Regions from separate parts of the Mus musculus genome. Here all the other regions are linked to region 1. Evidence: chromatin contacts called from public Hi-C and promoter capture Hi-C data. All regions are on one chromosome and are shown on one strand. The core of a region is the stretch at or near the end of the contact, and the rest is flanking DNA. Distances in the headings are between cores, read along the strand shown.

The links. Promoter capture Hi-C pulls out the DNA fragments that hold promoters and counts their contacts. Hi-C and Micro-C count contacts between places; a contact is called where the count stands out from the background.
Region 2: a contact with region 1 is called in a Hi-C map of B cells, with 7 read pairs. The contact joins the promoter of Pigs here to the promoter of Evi2b in region 1. A contact is called at or near these places in 1 of 39 promoter capture datasets (liver), 1 of 484 Hi-C or Micro-C datasets (B cells) and 2 of 9 other capture datasets (adipose tissue and liver).
Region 3: a contact with region 1 is called in a promoter capture Hi-C map of liver, with 3 times the contacts expected there. The contact joins the promoter of Rpl23a here to the promoter of Evi2b in region 1. A contact is called at or near these places in 3 of 39 promoter capture datasets (the C10 cell line, liver and pre-B cells) and 1 of 484 Hi-C or Micro-C datasets (B cells).

What each region holds. Positions count from the first base shown.
Region 1 is chr11:79,522,355-79,525,359 of GRCm38.p6, reverse strand. Evi2b (ecotropic viral integration site 2b) reads left to right here and starts at 1,598. Exons shown (of 2, transcript NM_001077496.1): 1 at 1,598-1,748. All of the region lies in intron 36 of Nf1 (neurofibromin 1), which reads right to left. It overlaps Evi2 (ecotropic viral integration site 2), which reads left to right. Exons shown (of 4, transcript NM_146023.4): 3 at 1,625-1,748.
Region 2 is chr11:78,326,527-78,329,709 of GRCm38.p6, reverse strand. It overlaps Pigs (phosphatidylinositol glycan anchor biosynthesis, class S), which reads right to left and starts at 1,288. Exons shown (of 12, transcript NM_201406.1): 1 at 1,202-1,288; 2 at 839-978; 3 at 624-735. The coding sequence starts at 1,235. Aldoc (aldolase C, fructose-bisphosphate) reads right to left here. Exons shown (of 9, transcript NM_001303423.1): 9 at 1,929-3,183.
Region 3 is chr11:78,181,995-78,185,192 of GRCm38.p6, reverse strand. Rpl23a (ribosomal protein L23A) reads left to right here and starts at 1,609. Exons shown (of 5, transcript NM_207523.2): 1 at 1,609-1,674; 2 at 2,207-2,390. The coding sequence starts at 1,650. Snord42b (small nucleolar RNA, C/D box 42B) reads left to right here and starts at 2,080; the gene lies at 2,080-2,134.

The DNA of each region.
Region 1 (3,005 bases), core at 349-2,848:
TGCCCTTAACTATTAAGCCATCCCTCTAAGCCCTTAACATTTTCCTCTTAATTAGTGATTCATCCTGGCTACACATCAGAACCAAATAAAAATATCAATGCCTAATCTCACGCCCTCCACCTGATTCCAGTTATATTGAGCTGACTTTCAAGTCAAGTACTGGGTGTTTCTTCCTAACTTCCTAGATGATGTTACCTTTTTCCCCCGTATAAAAGATTTATTTATTATATATAAGTACACTGTAGCTGTTTCCAGATGCACCAGAAGAGGATGTCAGATTTCATTATGGATGGTTGTGAGTCTCCATGTGGTTGCTGGGACTTGAACCCAGGACCTTCTGATGAGCAGTCAGTGCTCTTAACTGCTGAGCCATCTCTGCAGCCCGATGGTGTTACCCTTGACCATCACATTTACCTCTGTCAACTCTGTTACTTCAAATTCTGGGTTACATCTTTAAATGAACTGTGTGTTGAGAGGCACATGAAATCAAATTATTTTCTTTCTATCTTTTTTAATGTGTATGGGTATTTTGCTTGCATATGTGTCTATGCACTACATATGTGTCTGGTGCCCACAGAGGCAAGAAGAGAGCACCAGATCCTCTCTAGGACTGGAGTTACAGATGGTTGTGAGCTTCCATGTGGGTGCTGGGAGCTGAACTTGGTTGTTTGGAAGAACAGTCAGTGCTCTTAACTGCTGATACAAATTTTCTCATGAATTTACTACTAGTTTTAAAAAAAAGTTCCTCTCCCTAAATGTTTAGTAAATCATAACCAGATAAAGCAAAGTGTCGATAAAATGAAAATTAAAGCACAGAGGGCAAGCAGACTTTCCCCTTTCACTTTTACTCTCCAGAGCATCATGAATGTCTTTCTTTCTCTCACATCTCTTCTGGCTGCTCTGCCCTAGTCCTTTTGTGGTTATAAGGTCTGGGGGTGGAGTGAGGGGTTTTGTTTGTTCTGTAATTCAGGCTGGCCTCAAAGTCACTGTGTGTGATGATCTCCAACACACCAGAGAGCCTCCTGCTCTGCCTCTAAAATGCTGAGATTACAGGCATGCATCATTATGCCAGGCTCTGCTTGTCTTCTTCAAGGGTAAAACAGACCTGATTGGAAATGACTTCAGACAGTTGCTCCCATTTTCTGCAATCAAAGATGAAGTTGGGTGGCAGACACAGAATAATTCAGTTATCCTCATGGAGTCAATTTAAGCTACCGATGAAGGAGTAACACTCACATGCACGGCTCACCTGCCATGGGAGGTGTCATCTTACCCAGTGCTCACAATGTTCCAAAACAGTAGGTTTTTAGAGGAGGAAATGGTGAGTGAGAAGGCACTGACTTGCCTGAGACCTACACAACATTCATTTCTTCTAATAAGAAATATCCCTCAGAATTTACCTCAGAATAGATAATTTCTCAGGCAAGACTCCGTCCTAAATTTTTAGATTATGGATCCCCATGCCTGGAGAGTCAGGGATCAGTTACAAACATCAGCTACAAGCACTTAAAGTTATATAGATTGTGTTTCAAAATACGCTCTGGTGAAGGAGCAAACTCTTAGTCATTCTGTGGCATATTGCACTTCCTGTAACGGCTACTGATAAACTTCCTCTGCTGCACAGAAGCCGTCTCAGTGCGCTGGAGACCACCGTTAATCCGCACTGAAACACCCCTTTGCTCTCTCAGCCAAATCACCAACATGTCCTGTTAGAACAAGAATTTACATTCTGCGAAAGAAGTTCACAGGTAAGCACACCTGGACACAGGCCCTCTGATTTCTGATTTCAGTTTTGCTTATTTATTTTAAAAACTAAAACAGTATTAGTGTTTCATACTTAGTTGAATTCAGCTCTCAACAGTTTAAAGATGTCTACAGAAAGTTTCTGTGGTCCTGCTGTGCAGAATTTTATAAATTTATACTCAGGGTTGATACTGTCTGAAAGATTTTTATCAAGATTTTAATATTATCAGCCCTTTGAAGTTTACTCAGTCAAAATATTTGTTAAATCACTTTAATAATTTTAAGTAAGGCAAGAGTTAAAAATAAAATTAAATTCTACAGGCTTTGACTAAATTTACAATCTCTAAAATATTGTTTAAAAAATTCTCAAGCTGGGGCAGAGCCTGCCCCACATGTATAAGGCCTGGGGTTTGGCCTGGCATTGTAAACAGAGAGGGGACAGAGTCTAAGTTACTTTCTACACAGACTGTCTATTCCTATAGATTTAGATTATCTCATCAGTATTTTCCCCACTATTTAGAAAGAAAAAAAAAAAAAAAGTCAGTGCTTTTACATGCAGCCCAGGCCGGCTTCTAACTCAGATCTTTCTGTCTCCAACACACAAGTTACTAGGATTAAAAGCATTCACTACCATTACTGGCATAAATTATTTTTGTCTAACACTTTAGTTTATAAACCATCAATGGTCACCTTCGTTTTAACTTAAAGAGAAATTAAATTAGATGTCATTTTTGTATAAAATAAATTTTATATTTAAGTAATAATTATGACATATATTATGTCATTTTAAAAGTTCCATAAGGCCGGACATGGTGGCGCATGCCTTTAATCCCAGCACTCAGGAGGCAGAGGCAGGTGGATTTCTGAGTTCGAGGCCAGCCTGGTCTACAAAGTGAGTTCCAGGACAGTCAGAGCTATACAGAAAAACCCTGTCTCGAAAAAACCAAAAAAAAAAAAAAAAAATAAGGTAAAAGTTCCATAAGGAAAAAATATTATGATAAAGTGGGTATGTGCATATTCACATGTGTGCTTATGCCACATACTCTGAGCTGACCTGTTAGTGAAGAATATGAACAGAAAGAAACATTCACAGAAAGAACGTTTTGTAAAAACTTGTTGGTATATACAAAAGATACTTGCCTTGTGACTAAATGGAACAATTACATAAAATAAATAAAAATGCACTGAGCTTCCAAAGACCTGCAATCCCAAAGAAAAATAATTTGGAAGTGGGTTAGGTCCTATTTTAACACTTTATCAAC
Region 2 (3,183 bases), core at 39-2,538, 1.2 Mb after region 1:
GTTAACTATAAACATCTTTAAAATATTACCAATTTATTATTCACCCTCAAGTTCTTGGTACCTAACAAAGTGCCTAACAATACAGTGTGTGATGTTAAAATGACAAAGGTCTGAATACACATCCGATGTAACTTCAAACTCCCGTTTTCTTTCAGCTACAACCTGCTTTCCCTATGCACTGATGGGTATCAATTGCTAAGGATAAGGTGGCATAATTTACCGTATGACATAAATCACTGTCATAAGGACAGGCACTGTACTTTAGACTAACACAAACCCCCAAGTGAACATTCCAAAGGAGATCTCTTTTCTTAGGATTTGGGGGAAGCAGGCGGATGGCTCTTGATACCAAGCCTGATGACCTGAGTTGGATCCCCAAGACCAGGACCCATATGGTGGGAGGAGAAATGACTTTCGCAAGTGATCCTCTGACCTCCACAAGATGCTCCACAGCACAGACATCCACACAAACATACATGTGCGCGCGCACACTAAGTAAATGTAATAAAACATTTTAAAGTAAGTTATGAGTCGCCCTCGCCCCTCCTATGCATTCCAACTCTGGGTTTTGGGCCTGGCTCAGATGGAAAAAGCAGCCCTGACACCTCTTCATGGGAACTCACATTTCAGAGGGATCTCTCGCTCATGCACAACGGTGAAAGGTAGCTTCTCTTGGTCGTCCAGGGGCACAGAGTCCCGAGTAAACACAACTGTGACTGGCACCATGAGCCGGAGCTGCGCGAGGGATGAGGGGCATCGGGGTCTTTAGCAATGTCTGCACCTTACAGCTGGGCTGCCCCCCGGTCCCCCAGCCCCGGTTCTCCCCACCCAGTCTCACCAGCAGAGCATTCAGCCCACTGATGTCTGAGTAAGGCAATGGGGCCCGGTAAGTCTCCGTCGTCTTCCACCAGAGCGGCAGTCCCAGAAGGATGGCCACCGCGGCGAAGAAAAGCGCGGAACGCTTGCCCCGGACCACCTCTGAGGGCACAGAGGGCCGACTAAGACGCGGGAACTAGGGTGCGATGCCCGCCACACCGGGATCGTGGAGGAGTGCGGGCGGCCGGGAACCCCGAGCAAGCCGCTCCCGCGTGGCGGACCCCCAACCCCAGGCTGGAGGGAGCTGTCAGGCTTCTCGCGCCCCACCCACACATTCTGCCCGCGAGACCTCCCCACTGCGCCCTCCACCTGAAATCCACCGCACCTAGGTCCGTGGCCGCAGCTCCTGCGGCCGCCATGGTCCCTTCCGGCTGCCCAGGTCGCCGATGGGGCGGGGCCTCATGAGCTTTCTCCAATCGGAAACTCCAGAATGAGGGGGCGGGACCACGGTGCGCGACCGCTGCCAATCACGAGCAACACTGCTGACGCACGCCAGTGCGCAGGCGGAGCCCGTGAGAGGGTACGCGCTCGGCTACACTTTCAATCTGACCCTGGCTTTTCATTGAGTGCACCTGGTACTGTTTAGCTCTACAACGCCAGTTTAGAGAAGGCGATAATCTCCATGTAGCCCAGGCTGGCCTCGGACTCTGGGCCCTCTCCAATGCAGGGGATTACATGCACCACCACGTTCAGCGGAAGGGGAATATTTACTTAAATGAAGTCGAGCTTATCAAGAACCTGACTCCCGAAAAGTTTTCTAATGTCATTTCTTTTTTTTTTTTTTCTTCTTTTAAAGATTTATTTATTTATTATATGTGAGTACACTGTAGCTGTCTTCAGACGTACCAGAAGAGGGCATCAGATCTCTGTTACAGGTGGTTGTGAGCCACCATGTGGTTGCTGGGATTTGAACTTCGGACCTTTGGAAGAGCAGTCGGGTGCTCTTACCCCCTGCGCCATCTCACCAGCCCCTAATGTCATTTCTAACATAGGTCTTTTCTTCAGAGCACCAGCTCTTCAAAGCTTAAAGATAAAACTGACAAAACGGTAACTTTTTAGCATGGTTGGCTACTATGTGATTAATTTTATTTTAGTTAATGTTGAGACAGATCTCCCTATACGATCCAGAGGGTTAAAGTGATCCTGTCCCTAATGTCTGATACCTCAGCCTCCCAACTAGCCGAGACTATAGACTAGGATTTAAAAATCGATTCCAATTCGAGCGATTGAGGATGCTTCATTGAAAAATTCCTGAGCACAGCCTCTATATAGTAATGCCTGCTGTTCGAATCCTAAATAGCCTCTCAGCCTCTCTTTGAAGCCTGTTTCCTCCTATGAAAAGTACAATGGTACCTACTTTACAGAGCTGTGTTAATGCATATAATAATGGTTAGAAGAACAGTGCCTGGCAGAAGCATATGGAAATTGCTGAGTTAGCTGCTTTGATTATAAGGTCAGGCCACACAGAGCAGAACATCAATGACTTTTCCAGTGCACATCTGTCTAGTGTCACCCTACCTCACACTCTAGCCCAGGGGTAATCATTCACCACAAAGCCCTATCAGTTCTAACAAGTCCAGAACCCTCCGATGAATCCCTTCTCTACATGGAAGTGGGTCATAGCCCTTGGCAAGCTTCTAGACACTCAGCTCTGTAGCCCCGAGGCTTGGAAGGTTTCCTTATTGGAAAAGACCTAAGTGCACATTCTTCAGAGATGGAGGAGAACTGGCCCACTCTGATCCCTGCTTGTCCCCTTTGAGCCTTGCACAAAATGGAGTTTCTCATCCTGCTGGATCCTTTAATGTGTCAGTCCCTGGAAGACCTGTACCCTCCTCTCCACCCCCAGGCCCTCTAACAACAACTCCAGCTTTGGAAATCAGCAGGTAGGAGCCTGAGCTAGGGATGGTGAGCCAGGTGAACCCTTCCTCCACAAAACTTGAAGCTCAGGAAAACTCAGATCTCACCTCACCACCACCACCACAATCAGAGGGGCTCTGAGATAGGATCAGCAAGAGGTCGCACACATGGAGGTAGACTTTGGTATGTGCAACAGACAGACAGACAGAGCGGTGTGCTGTGTTTTGCTCTCATTTATTTGCTATGTACTCAGAGCATAAGGAGCACGAGTCAGGGCTGGAGTTCACGTCCCCCTGATCCCAAGAGAGAAAATTAGCAAGCAGAGCCCAAGGACAAACTATACCATCAAGGGTAACTGTAAGGGCTGGTGGAGACAGGAAAAAGGTCCACATGTTCTGTTCTGACTTCTAGAAAGTCCCCCCATCTTCAAACATGGGAGGGCATCTCTAC
Region 3 (3,198 bases), core at 360-2,859, 1.3 Mb after region 1:
ATAAGTACAGGTGTCCACAGAGATATGACTTCTGGGAATCCAACCAGGTCCTCTGAAAGAGAACTACATGATCTTTTTTTTTTTTTTTAAAGATTTATTTATTATTTTATGTAAGTACACTGTAGCTGTCTTCAGACACACCAGAAGAGGGAGTCAGATCTTGTTACGGATTGTTGTGAGCCACCATGTGGTTGCTGAGATTTGAACTCTGGACCTTCCGAAGAGCAGTCGGGTGCTCTTACCCACTGAGCCATCTCACCAGCCCGAACTACATGATCTTAAGTGTTGACCGTCCTTCTAGTCCTTCTAATCCCTTAAACTGTATTCTTCCCAGTTGGTACTGTTATAGGCTTCTGACACTGCAAACTTCTTCCCTAAGACTAGAAATTGCTCACGAACTGAAATTTTAAGGACCTTAACACAGCTACCAGATGCTATAACCACCCACTGTTTTAGACCTAGGGGAATAAACATTTTTCTTTTAAAAACTACAACTCAAGCCGGACGTGGTGGCGCACGCCTTTAATCCCAGCACTCGGGAGGCAGAGGCAGGCGGATTTCTGAGTTCGAGGCCAGCCTGGTCTACAAAATGAGCTCCAGGACAGTCAGAGCTATAAAGGGAAACCCTGTCTCAAAAAACAAACAAAAAACAAACAAACAAACCAACAAAAAAAACCTACAACTCAGGCCACGTAGTGTTGGCACAGGCCTTTTAATCCAAGCACTCAGCAGTCAGAAGTATGTAGATCTTGGTGAGTTCAAAGCCAGCCTCCTCTACAGAGTGAGTTCCAGGACAGCCAGAACTAGAGAAAGAGAAACCCTCTCTCGAAAAGAACAACTCAAAACGAAACAAAACAGAACAGAACAAAACCAAACCAAAACCTAGGGACCCTAGGGTAAGAACACTGGCTGATCTTCTGAAGGTCATTAGTTTAAATCCCAGCAATCACATGATAGCTCACCGGTAATGAGACCTGGCACCTTCTTCTGGAACAAATGAAGACAGCTACAGTGTACTTAAGTATAATAATAAATAAAATAAATCTTTGGACCAGAGAGCAAACGGGGCCGACTGGAGTGAGCAGAGTTCCCAAAAATTCAATTCATGCTGGGCAGTGGTGGCGCACGCCTTTAACCCCAGCACTCCGCAGGCAGAGGCAGAGGCAGGCAGATTTGAGTTTGAGGTCAGCCTGGTTTACAGAGTGAGTTCCAAGACAGCCAATCTACACAGAAAAACCTTGTCTCGAAAAACAAGAAAACAAACAACAAAAAAATTAATTCCTGACAATCACATGAAGACTCAACCATCTGTACAGCTACAGTGTACTCATATACATAAAGTAAATAAATCTTTAGAAAAAAACAAAAACAAAAAGCCAAAACCTACAATTCCCCCAGAGAAACCCTGTGTCGGAAAACCAAACTAAACCAAACCAAAAAACGCCACATTTCCCAAGAAGCCCTTTCAAAGGGAAAGGTGGCGCATGCTTGGTCTCCCACTCTAGGGAATTAAATGGAACTACAATTCCCAAGAAGCCTCATATTACAGTTCATCCAATCAGTGCTATATATAAGCTATCGCGAGACTTTTATGAGCCTCCATTCTATAAGCTCATGGGAATTGGGCTGGGCCATCCTTTTCAGCCAAGATGGCGCCGAAAGCGAAGAAGGAAGGTATGTTGCGGTATGGGAATCTGTCAGGTCGGTCTTGGATACCCGCAGAGCGAACTCGCGGGGAAGAAGAATGCCCGGCTAAGCCATGGGGGGCTTGTTCTGTGGCTACTGTCGCGACTAGGCCCCGCTGCGGGGTATGAGGACCGCGTGGGCCAAGCCGCATGGGCTGGTTCCAGTGCAGGGGATTGGCAAAGCCACCGGGCCGGCAGCGGCCGCCACTGATGGCCAAGCATTTGACTTTGGGAAGCTCCTTAACATCCACAGGGTGGCGCTCCGGGTCTCCAGACCTATAAGGGATTAAAAGTAGTCCTTATTCGCCCTTTCCCCACGTTAAATGGGGTTATACGCACCCACGTGATGGTACAACGGGTTAATTATCTTTGCCTGTGGTATCGTGCATATGATGGAAAAAATCTGAAGTCTCCTGAGACCTGTGATGTCTTCAAAGGAACCACTGATGCACATGCTGGCAGGACGGCCGGAAGGGGTCACTTTACGAATGCCACACTTAATTTTAATTGTCCTCTCCCAGCTCCTGCCCCTCCCAAAGCCGAAGCCAAAGCGAAGGCCTTGAAAGCTAAGAAGGCGGTGCTGAAAGGCGTCCACAGCCACAAAAAGAAGAAGATCCGAACGTCACCCACCTTCCGGCGGCCCAAGACCCTGCGGCTCCGGAGGCAGCCAAAATATCCTCGGAAGAGTGCGCCCAGGAGAAACAAGTCAGTAGGGACCCTGGACCCAGTAGCATGTAGTAGGGCATTAGGAGTTCTTAACGTAGCTTCCCTTATAAAACACAATTGTTGAAGGAGCTGGTGCGGTGGAAGTGTGAGGTTATTTAGTCAGTGTTTGAAAGTTGACTTCAAAGAGATGTTGCTTATCTTGGTTCCAAGTGATAGGGGACTTGTTGGAACACAGGAGAGTGTTGATTAAGATGTCCAATTGGGGAGTGATGGCCTTCGAATAGTGTTATGAAACACACTTTTTTTTTTAAGATTTATTTGTTTTTTTATTTACATGAGTACACTGCAGCAGTCTTCAGATACACTCACTAGAAGGGGGCATCGGATCCCACTACAGACATTTGTGAGCCACCGTGTGGTTGCTGGGAATTGAACTCAGGACCTCTGGAAGAACAGTCAGTGTTCTCAACAGATGAGCCATCTCTCCAGCCTGAAAGACACTTAATTGATCAAATTCTGACGCTACTCAAAGGAAGTTTGAGAGAATGCTTACTGAAAAGTGTTTTGTCTATGGGGGAAGTACTCACCAGACACAATTCATTGCCTATTTGTACCTAGAATTTTTGAGTCATTACTTGGCAGTTGCATAAGTAAAAACTTGGCTTTTCAGAATCTTAAGAAAAAGTTGTTTCCTGATAGCTCAAGGCCAATTTTAGAGTTGCATTGTTTTCACCATGCTTGGTGGTTATTCTGTAATGCTGGGTGGTGGAGGCTAGAGAATCTCAAGTCCAAGGTCATCTTGGGGTTCATGTCTCAGATCAGAGGGGCGGGTGTGAGTGAGTGTGGC